Linked DNA regions of Oryctolagus cuniculus: all the other regions are linked to region 2. A link is a contact called in public Hi-C and Micro-C data. All regions are on one chromosome and are shown on one strand. Each heading gives the region's core, a stretch centred on a gene start, on an enhancer-like site or on the middle of the called end of the contact. The rest is flanking DNA. Distances are from core to core; before and after follow the strand shown.

Region 1 (3,431 bases), core at 42-2,541, 270 kb before region 2:
GTGGTAAAGAGAGGTTACTGTTAAGTTGCTTTCTGTGCCTCACTTTTTGTTTCTAGGGAAAACATTACTGACAGTGCTCCAATTAGGGTGTTACCCAAATGGCTCACAGTTTACTTTGTTCAAATAAACTCTATATAATTCGTTCTTAAAGTAAGCAGATCTAAATGGAATTTCACTTAGAATTGATTAATCAGTTGAAAATTTTCTTGATTGTACTCCTGTAGTTAACACTGGTACAGCAGTTCCTACCCCATTCCTTGACATGTGCACAAAGATCAAGATAAGTTGTCCAAAGTCACAGAGCCAGGGAGTAGCAAAGCTGCTTTTGGAACTCCCATTTTCAGATCCCGTGCTGTCACTCTTTCTACTATGACATAATCATTACACAGCTAGTTTAGCATCAAAGATTTTACAGAATTCTTTATTCATAAAATCTCAATATCCTGTCTCAGTAAGTGCTTGGAATTTAAATTCTCATTTTGAAGGACAAATAACAAACAGAACAAAGCTTTATAAAATGTCACCATATTTGGTTCTTTTGAGTAAATGGGAATATATTAAGAAACATATTAAGTGGTTTTTTAGAACTCACTTAGCTCTTGTTCCAAAATAGTATCTGGACAGTATCCAACAATTTTAAAGTCACAATACAAAAACAAACTTGAGGATGTATTATGACCAGGTTTGATCTATCCTAGAAGGTAAAACATAGTGGTCCAAGTTCTATGAAATACACTCCTTTGTCTCTTCCCAGCCCATTCCCCTACAATAACAGAAAGCCTGCCCAGAAAGAAGCTGGCGGCCCCTGCTAGCAAGAACCTTACCAAGGCTCTTATGCACCAGCCTGGGAAAAGCATGAACTACAAAGTAAAGGAAGAACTATTTTTAAAAAGGAAACACTAAGAATACTACTAACACTAAACAAAACTTGGATTCACTCTCAAACAGATGGGAGGGTTTGCTTTGCCTGCGGTTTTGGCGAAAGATCAAGTCATGAATTCATTCTTCCCAAACTGCAAATGTTAATTGACACTAGTGATACCTTTATGTCCAGAAGAAAATGTCCACATCAGCTTCAAACTTTTGCGTACTTATGTGAATTTCTTCTCACCTGTAAGCGTTAAAAATTGTCTAAGAGGGTCTCAAATGTTGGTGGGAAAAATGGAGTTAAAAGACAAAGTGAGAGTCAGGCATCATGGCACAGCAGCCTGAGCTGCCACTTCGGATGCCCACATCCTATGACAGGGCCTGGGATCAAGTGCTGCCTCTGCTTCCAATCCGACTTCCTGCAAACATGCCTGGGAGGCAGTAGATGGTGGCCTGAGTGTGTGGGTTTTTGCCACCCACGTGGGAAACCAGGACTGAGTTTCTGGCTCCGGGTTTCAGCCTGGCCCAGTCTTAGCTGATGCTGGCATCTGGGGGAAGGAACCAGCAGATGAAAGATCTTTCTCTGCCTCTGTCTCTTTGCCCTTCAAATAAATAAAAGTAAACTTTTTATAAGAGATAATGTGAATTTTTTCCATTAACTTTTTGAAGCCTGGCTATACCAGTTGAAACCTGCATGTTGCCGGCCTGGGAAGGCTCTTTCTTATACGTCAGCTAAGATGCAGGGCACATCCTGTTCCCAAACAAATGACTCAGCAAATGTCAGTGCATGCATATAGCAGCCTAACAAGTCACATCAAATATAATTTCAGGGAAGATAATCACTATAAATGCTATTATGTGTCAAAATAAATCATAAAAAGAACAGTGTTGCTATATGTCCAAGTTAAAAAAGCAGAATTTATAATATTTCAGCCAGTTGCAAAAAATGGTGCCAGAGATATACTATGGCCAGCTCTGATGGGAGCCAGAATCAGGAGACTGTGTCAATCCAGGTCACCAACTTACAAATCACTGGAGCTACACTGGTGGTCCAGTCAAGCCTCAGGAAGAAGGGGCAATCAGATGTTGTTCTTTCCATTACATCCAGCTGCTTTCTACCGTCCAGTGCTTCCTCCCACATTGCTGTCTGATTCCTTCGTGTCACTTCGTATTAATCCTGAGCAAACAAGCTACTCCAGAAGAAAGGTCCCATCCCTGTGAATGATGTGCTACGAGGGCATCAAGTAATGGTTTTGAAATTTAGCCTGACCATTAAGAATCATCTTGGAGAACTCCATTATCAGTTTGTACTTTTAGGGTACTGGACCTAGACCTCAGTATTTTGTTTTTTAAGCTCCCCCAAAGTGATTCTAATGTAGCTTTGTATTTGAAGATACTCTTTGGTCAACACTGTCTGATTTGAGCTTTGCAATCAAGCCCTCTTGGTCTTGCATACAAATAAATCCCAGTTTCAGAAGCCTCCTAAAAATTCACTTCTTCCAAGGGATGAATTAATACTAAACAATTTTTGCCAACTGGGACAGAAGAGGTTAAAAAAAGAACTATAACTTCATTCTTAGAAGACTTAACCAACTTCCCAGCTGCTAAGTCTCGAGTGGTCAACTGGTCAAAGACTGGATTCCCTTTGTTTTAATCAGAGGCATGCTTGTTTTCCATGCTTGAAAGAAAATAAACATTAAGTTAAAGACAGTGTTGAGTAAAAAAATTATTCAACTGGGATTTACAAAATCTGGATCATGTTTAGCAGCTAATAGTTGTGGGACATAGGACCTTGAACTTGTAACTCTGTGTCTTATTTTCCCATCAGAAAAAAATGGAATAATATACTTCCTTCTTTCCAAACTCTATTAATACATCTGAGATATCTACATTTGCATTAACAAAATACCTTAAAGGATATAGCGGTTTTTTCTCACATCACCAAAAATGGAGGGGTAGGCTTTTCCTCTATGTACTCACACAAAGATGTTAGATTAAAAGAAAAAATTATAAAATCCTTAGAAGAGTATAAACAGATAAAATAATTAAGACAGTGCTGTGGGAAAACTGTACTCAAACTAAAATACTGAAAGGTCTTTGGAGGATCGATTGTTTATGATCCTGTTCTCTGGAGGCTGGAATTCTTTGGAGACACCAGATGGTTTTATTTATATAGCAAAAGTTCAGCTCAAGTGAGGTGCTGCTTGCAAATTCACACACAAATAAAAGAAACTGCTTCTATATATGTGTACCCACCCTTGCTCACACAAGGGATTTTCCATGGTTTCTTAAGAGATTTTGAATAAAATTTTTATTTATAATATTAAGAAGGTCACCCTTTTATAAAAGGAAGAGCAGCCTCCCAATACAGCAAAAGTAATCCACAGATCCTAAAATTTAACACAGGATAGTTTCAGACTTTTTGGATCACTTCGTTCCAATGGCATGACAAATCTCATTGAATCCAGTCTTTGATGTTCATATACAATGCTCCTCATATAGCATTATCAAAATTAAAAAGAAACCCAACCCTCTCCTCAACTGAATATTTCAAGCTGCATCCT
Region 2 (3,139 bases), core at 539-3,038:
TCATCATAATTAATGCAATAATATTGAAAAAAAAAATTCTTCCTAGAAAGACAAAGCAGTTGGCAATTGAAGAGTACTTCCAATTAAACAACACTAGTAGTGCTTCCTGACCATTAGAACTGTAGAAGCAAATCTCAATGAAATATGAACACATTAACAGCTCAGGTGGATGGGTTTTTGCTTGATTTTAAATGGTAGTCCTTGGAACTGAACTGTTTTATAAACAAACTATCGTCTATTTTACTTACTAATTTTACATCCTGAAATAAGTACTTGTATCAGAAATAGCATGCTTTCCATCAAACTTCTCTTGCCCAAATGAAAACTTGAGATATTGATCTGTATTTCAAGAGCACTTTTAAGAAGTATCAAATAGACCATAATGTTACTGGAAAATAGTAAGGATATGTTGTCTACTTTTCTATGTAGACACAGGAGCTGACAAAACAATTCTCAAGTGCTTTTGAGAGTTGCATTCTGTGGATAGGGATTTTGTATTTAGGTACCAACAAAGTTCTTCAGTATCTAACACCATTATTATGCTAAGGTCTGGTGTTATCTTTGGTGTACTTTATGAACATACAACAGTGCATTTTAACATATTAGACTCATTTTGTAGTTCTACAATATTTTTAGAAGTTTTATCCTAACCTGGGTTCTATGAATATCATTATTCTAGTAATGACGGTTCAGAAAATTCAGTCTTACATGGAGGTGGTTTTCTAATCTTATTTTACTCAAAATCTCTGATTTTATTTCGTATTATGATAAGCTGCAGTGTATTCTACAGGAAAAAAGCATCATGTTGAAAACTTAATTGGTCACTGCTGTTTCCCCAATGTATGACTCAGAACAGGTGCATAATATTTGCTGAGTGAATCCTAATCCTGGTAAAATTAGATAAATCACCTAGTTCTTTGGACACACAGTCTAAATATGGTAACTAAATTCCCATTCAGGGGTAAGATTTCATGACTTTTATTTTGGCTCCAAAAACAAATGGGGGCAGGCATTTGGCACAGCAGTGCCTACATCAGAGTACCTGGTTGGAGTCCCTGCTACTCTGCTTCTGATCCAGCTTCCCGCAAATGCACACTGGGCAAGCAGCTGAAGTCTCAAGTACTTGGGTCTTGGGCATTTGGGGAGTGAAGCAGTGGATGGAAGATCTCCCCATGTCTCTTGATCTGTTTCTCTGCCTTCCAAATAAAACAAAAATAAATGCATTGTTTAAAAATAGGGGATTACAATAGGGTGTTTAGGGCTATCAATTGGCAAGAAGGTAGATACACGAGTACCTCAAAATGTTTGTAGAAAACTGAATAGGTAATTTTGGTGCTAAAAACCTTTATCTATACCGTTTTTTCATAATGTACATTTTCTATGAACTTTTGGAAGACCTCCCATACATGATTCGCAAGACATTCGAAAGACATCTGCATTACAAAGTGTGTGGCCAGACAAGGCAAAGTTACAAAGCCTTTTCTTTAATGAAAAGAAATTATAATCTGTTTTGACCATGTAACCTAAAGAGGTGGTTGAAATAAATATGGGACCTTTAAAACTGTACACTTCAGTACCCAGTATGTCACGGGCTCACAGTAGGTATTCAATAAATACCGGTGGAAGTAATTGCCTTAACATTCCTTTTGGATTCTAGACTCGCCTGGGTCTTTGCACTGCTCCTTTGGAAAGCGCTGGAGCTGGGACCAGAAATCCCATAAAAGGTCAGGACCAGTAGCGGGGCTGAGCTAAGCTCATGGGTAGTACCAGACGGGCTTAAAGTACTGAAGGAAGGGGAAGAGGTTCCAAAATAAGCGTGAGAGAAAACCAAACTGTACCAAGCAAGAGTAAGAAGGAAGACGTTTCTACACCGGGGACTGGCAGGAAGCCGCAGCAATTACCGCAGGTCTACCCTCGTCAATAGGTGGTCACCTCGGCAAACACTACCGACGCCCTCGGCGACAGACACCCCGTTTAAAAAGGCCGTTATCAACACTGATACGTTCAAGTTCATCTGAGCGCCTCAGAGAGCAACCACAAGCGCCTAATTCGAGACCTGTCCTCCATTCCATTCAAATAACGCAGCCAATGGGGAAACCCTCCGCCCGGAGGAAACGACTCGGCCGGGCCGAGACGGCCCGGAAGGCAGGTCGGCCCTGAAAAGCTTTGCAGCCCGGCTGTGGGCCTCCGGAACCTCAGGAGCCCTCAGCTGCCCGCAACAACCTTCCCTCCCTGCCTCCTCGCTTCCAGGTTGGCCCCAACCCCCGCAGCCCAGGAGGCCCGGGCCACACCCGCTTCCCTCCGGTGACCGGGCCGCCCCCGCCACAGTTCGCGGGAGCGCTCTTCCTGGGGGCGGGCGCGCTCTTCCTGGGGCGGGCGCAGTCCCAGAGCGCATGCGCACTGGCCGAAGGGCGCCTCCCTGCCCGGATCTCGCGAAGTTACGTTAGATTGGCCGCCGGTGACGGGTGGCCGCGCCGGGGGCGGGAGGGCTTCTGTGGTAGGAAGGGAGGTCCGCTCGGCCGGGCGCGCCGCCCCAGTGCTCTGTGGGATACTGGAAGTCTCGAGCGTCTCCTCCCGGTTCCCAGCCCTCCTCTGGCCCGCACTCACAGAAACAGTCACACACCCCCTGCCTCCCCTCTCTTCCCTCTCCGCCTCCCCCTTCCCCCCCTCGCGATAAGAAGACCCGGCGGCAGGAGAGGGGATGAAGATGGCGGACGCGAAGCAGAAGCGGAACGAGCAGCTGAAGCGCTGGATGGGCTCCGAGACGGACCTCGAGCCTCCCGTGGTGAAGCGCCAGAAGACCAAGGTGAAGTTCGACGATGGCGCCGTCTTCCTGGCTGCTTGCTCCAGCGGCGACACGGACGAGGTCCTCAAGCTGCTGCACCGCGGCGCCGACATCAATTACGCCAATGTGGACGGACTCACTGCCCTGCACCAGGTCTGTGTCCCCGGCCGCCGGCTCTCTTGACCCTGAGGGTCCTCGCCGGCCTCTCACGGGGACCTTCCCACCCTCCTCGTCCTCGGGAGGCCGGGGGCGGCGGGAGACTCCCTGCCGCGGGGGTGAGGGGGCGGCTTCCCGACGGGGACGGAGGGAGACGACTGGTGGAGGGAGGGCCCCGGGCTTGAGGCCCCCTTCAGA
Region 3 (3,371 bases), core at 619-3,118, 360 kb after region 2:
TCCCCTCAGCACTGGGTATGTTTTGCTAACCCTTTGTTTTGTATTGATCCATCTTCCTCCTATTTAAAAGTCACTTTTTGGGGCTTGCATTGTGAATGAATAAGCCGCTGCCTACATTGCTGGCGTCCCAGGAATGTGGGTGCTGGTTTGAGTCCTGAGTGCTCCACTTCTACTGCTTGGGCTCCTGCAGCCTCATGGGAGACCCTGATGGAGCTACCGGCTCATGGCCCGGCTCTGGCTGTTGTGGCCATCTGGGGACTGAACCAGTGGATGGAAGATTTCTCTCTCTCTGTCTCCCTCTCTCTCTTTGTAACTCTGTCTTTCAAATAAATAAAATAAATCTTTTTTTTAAAGTCACTTCTTTCAGGAATCCCTTCTGAACCCCTTCTCTGGTGCCACCCTAAACATGTAGAATAGCATTCGGTTTAATGTAGCATTCATCACATGCATTATAATCACCTTGTTTATTGAAATAGAACTTGTTTACCATAACGCACCCTTTCAGACTAGACAACTGAATGGTTTTTAATACGTCCACAAGCTTGTACAACTGTCACCACTGTAATTTCATGACATTTCCTTCACTCCAAAAGGAATCCACTGACAGCTAGCTACTCCCACTCACCTGTCCCTCACACCCCTCTCAGCAATGATCTACTTTCTGTTTCCACAGGGATCTACCCAGTCTTGGCATAGATGGAATAGTATAATACTGGTCTTCCTGTGGGGCTTCTTTCACTACACGAAATGCTTGCAAAGTTCATCCGTGTTGTATGTAGCATGTGTCAGGACTTCATTCTTTTTATGGTTGAGTAATATTCCATTGTATATTTTTATCGCATTTTGCTTGTCCATTCATCTGTTGACGAACACCAGGCTGATTCCAGGTTTTGGCTTTCATGAATAATGCTTCCACGACTACTTGTGTGCATGTTTTGTATGGACCTATGTTTTCAGTTCTCTTGGGTAAGCACCCAGCAGGTGAATTGCTGGGTCATATGGTAACTATGTTTACCCTTTTGAGAAATTGCCAGAACGTTTTCTACAGCAGCTGCATGATTCCCACCAATAGTGTTCGGGGTTCTAATTGCTTACCATCCTCACCAAGCTCTCTTTCTCTTTCTCTTTGTTTTTTGTTTTTATGGTAACCACCCTAGAGAGTGTAACATTCTAATTGCTTTTTTTTTTTTTTTTTTTTTTTTGCTGGCCTCTATCTTCCATGATTCCAAATTATGTGAAGATAGGCTTATGCCAAAATCTTGTTCGTTATCGTGCCCCAGTGCCTAAGGCCTTGAGTAGGTAGATGCTTACTAAAGCATCTGCAGAATGGGTGAGAGGACCCAAAGTGTTCGTAGCTGCTTTGCTTCTATAAATCCAGGACCCAGGGCTGGAATGAGAAAAGATGTTCTGAGTGCTAGTCCACAGCTCTGCTCACCAGAGTGCCGTAGGACTTTAATAACCACGCTAATTAGATGGTCCCATGGCTTCAGTAGTCTTACCTGCGACATCCCGTGCGTGGAGATCAGCGTGAGTTCCCATGTAACCATCTCAAGATGGGGAAGAAGATACTTGGCTCTGTTGGCATTCCAATCTGTGATTCTGGGGAGTCTTTCTATTCCAAATACATTTTCCAAGGGCATGTGAACATTGTCTAATGAGAAAGCCATTCACTCGGAGTGAGAGTGGGGAAGAAAAAAAAGCAAAACAAAAGTCCCTTTACCAAAAACAGACGGGCCCCATCAATTATGCATTCAGAATAATACCGCTTGGAGCCAAGTTGTCATGTACTGAAACAACTCTGTTCAACCGAGTTACAACCGGGATCTCATCGACGGTTTACCCCTTCCTAGCCATTGGTTTTTATCTGTCCCACTGTAGCAAATCTCAGATTTGTAAAGACAAGGGGCTTATTCCCTGATTTCCCAGGGCATGGTCCTAGAAACAAAATGCCTGTAAAAGAAGAGGCCATGGTGCCTTCCCAGTGACTTTCCTGGGGTTATGATTGGCAAGTGTGGGCCAGAGGTGCCGTCTGCAAAACTCTTGAATGCATCTCCACCCTTTGTCAACATTCCTTCTGGTCAGGTTTTGCTGGGTCAGGAGTAATCTTCCATAGCATTTTTTCCTATTCACTGTGCACCCTCCCACAGCACACTTCCATCCTGGCTTTGTTTTTCTGTATTTTTCTTTCCTTGCCGCTTTGAAACGCAGTGTGAGGTCAACCCTGATAGTCTTCTGTTGAATCTTTAGACCTAGGGACAAGTTTTCTGCTCTGTCTTGCCCTAATCAGTGTAGATTTGCTGAGTTACAATCCCCTAATTACAATCCTGACTAATCCCAGCGAACTTTCCCTCTTACATTTTCTCTCTCAGAAACATAGTATGTGCTCATGACCCTGGGAGAGGAAGAGAGAGGAGGGCAAAAGAGAAGAGACTTGTGGGAAAGTTCTAGGTAAATAGTACTGACCTTGTGTAAAGAGTGTTAATGTTATTATATAGAAGTGAAAACACAGAAGATAGAAGAAATAACATAGCAATCATTGTCCAAATATGGCCCGTTTGAACCCTGGACTGTGTTTTGGCACTGCAGAAAAATTTCAAAAATCTTTCTGCCTGAAGATTTTCCCCTTCATTTATCTTTCCTGCTAAGCTGATACGTTTGACATCAGCAAATAGCCGTTGTTGTTTGGAGTATGGGAGGCATCAGGGCTGCAGGCAGCTATGCACCTGTCTGTGAAGAGCCTGTTTTCTCCTTTTCCTAATTTCTTTCCTATTTCTTGATTTACAGTTCCACCTGGGTCTTTCCTCCCACTGCTCAGCCTGCGTGGCTTCTTGAAACACTAATCTCAAGAGAGATCAGAAGCGAAGCCCCGCCCCCACCCCCTCGTGCAGGGAGTGCCAAGTGTATGCCCTGGAGCACTGGTTGAGCTCACAGGCAGGGAACTCTGCCTCAACGGAGCCCAGGGCTTCTAGCAACTTTGTTTACTGGGTCCTCCAACCAGGACCACATTTACCCACCCGGTTCACATTCCCAGCGTCTCGGGCAGAGAGAAGCATGTGGCTCTTCCTGCCCAGGTTTGCCTGCCTGATCAATCCACTGACAGCTTTTGCCCAGTTGCACAATCCTGCTTTTGAACGAACCACATCCTTGTAAATTGTGCGTGGAAACCAAACAGAATCTTGTACACAGTCGGCTGTGCCGGATTATGTAACGTTTCGTTCCCATAGAAGGTTCTTTTTGCTCTTAGGGATGGCATTCAGAGAAATTCCAAAACTTGGACTGAGATTTACAAGGACTGAGACACAAACCTCGGCTCTGGGCTGTGAAGGGGGCTGCCAGGAGATTAAGATTGTTCAAGGTACACCAAAACCTTG

What was found. A called contact is a pair of places that touch in the nucleus more often than the background predicts.
Region 1: a contact with region 2 is called in a Hi-C map of skin fibroblasts, with 2.9 times the contacts expected there. The contact joins the enhancer-like site here to the promoter of PPP1R12A in region 2. A contact is called at or near these places in 3 of 6 Hi-C or Micro-C datasets (embryonic fibroblasts, skin fibroblasts and an unstated tissue).
Region 3: a contact with region 2 is called in a Micro-C map of ear pinna, with 5 times the contacts expected there. The contact joins the enhancer-like site here to the promoter of PPP1R12A in region 2. A contact is called at or near these places in 2 of 6 Hi-C or Micro-C datasets (ear pinna and skin fibroblasts).

The regions. Positions count from the first base shown.
Region 1 is chr11:82,986,886-82,990,316 of mOryCun1.1, reverse strand. No RefSeq gene overlaps it. Among named protein-coding and RNA genes, the nearest start is that of OTOGL, 24 kb to the left of the region's middle. Within about 2 kb of position 1,291, at least 1 of the 8 cell types and tissues checked has an H3K27ac peak or open chromatin away from gene starts, as enhancers often do.
Region 2 is chr11:82,716,203-82,719,341 of mOryCun1.1, reverse strand. PPP1R12A (protein phosphatase 1 regulatory subunit 12A) reads left to right here and starts at 1,788. Exons shown (of 26, transcript XM_017341997.3): 1 at 1,788-2,938. The coding sequence starts at 2,702.
Region 3 is chr11:82,353,303-82,356,673 of mOryCun1.1, reverse strand. No RefSeq gene overlaps it. Among named protein-coding and RNA genes, the nearest start is that of PAWR, 130 kb to the left of the region's middle. Within about 2 kb of position 1,868, at least 3 of the 8 cell types and tissues checked have an H3K27ac peak or open chromatin away from gene starts, as enhancers often do. A contact at or near this core is called in ear pinna, where this site is marked.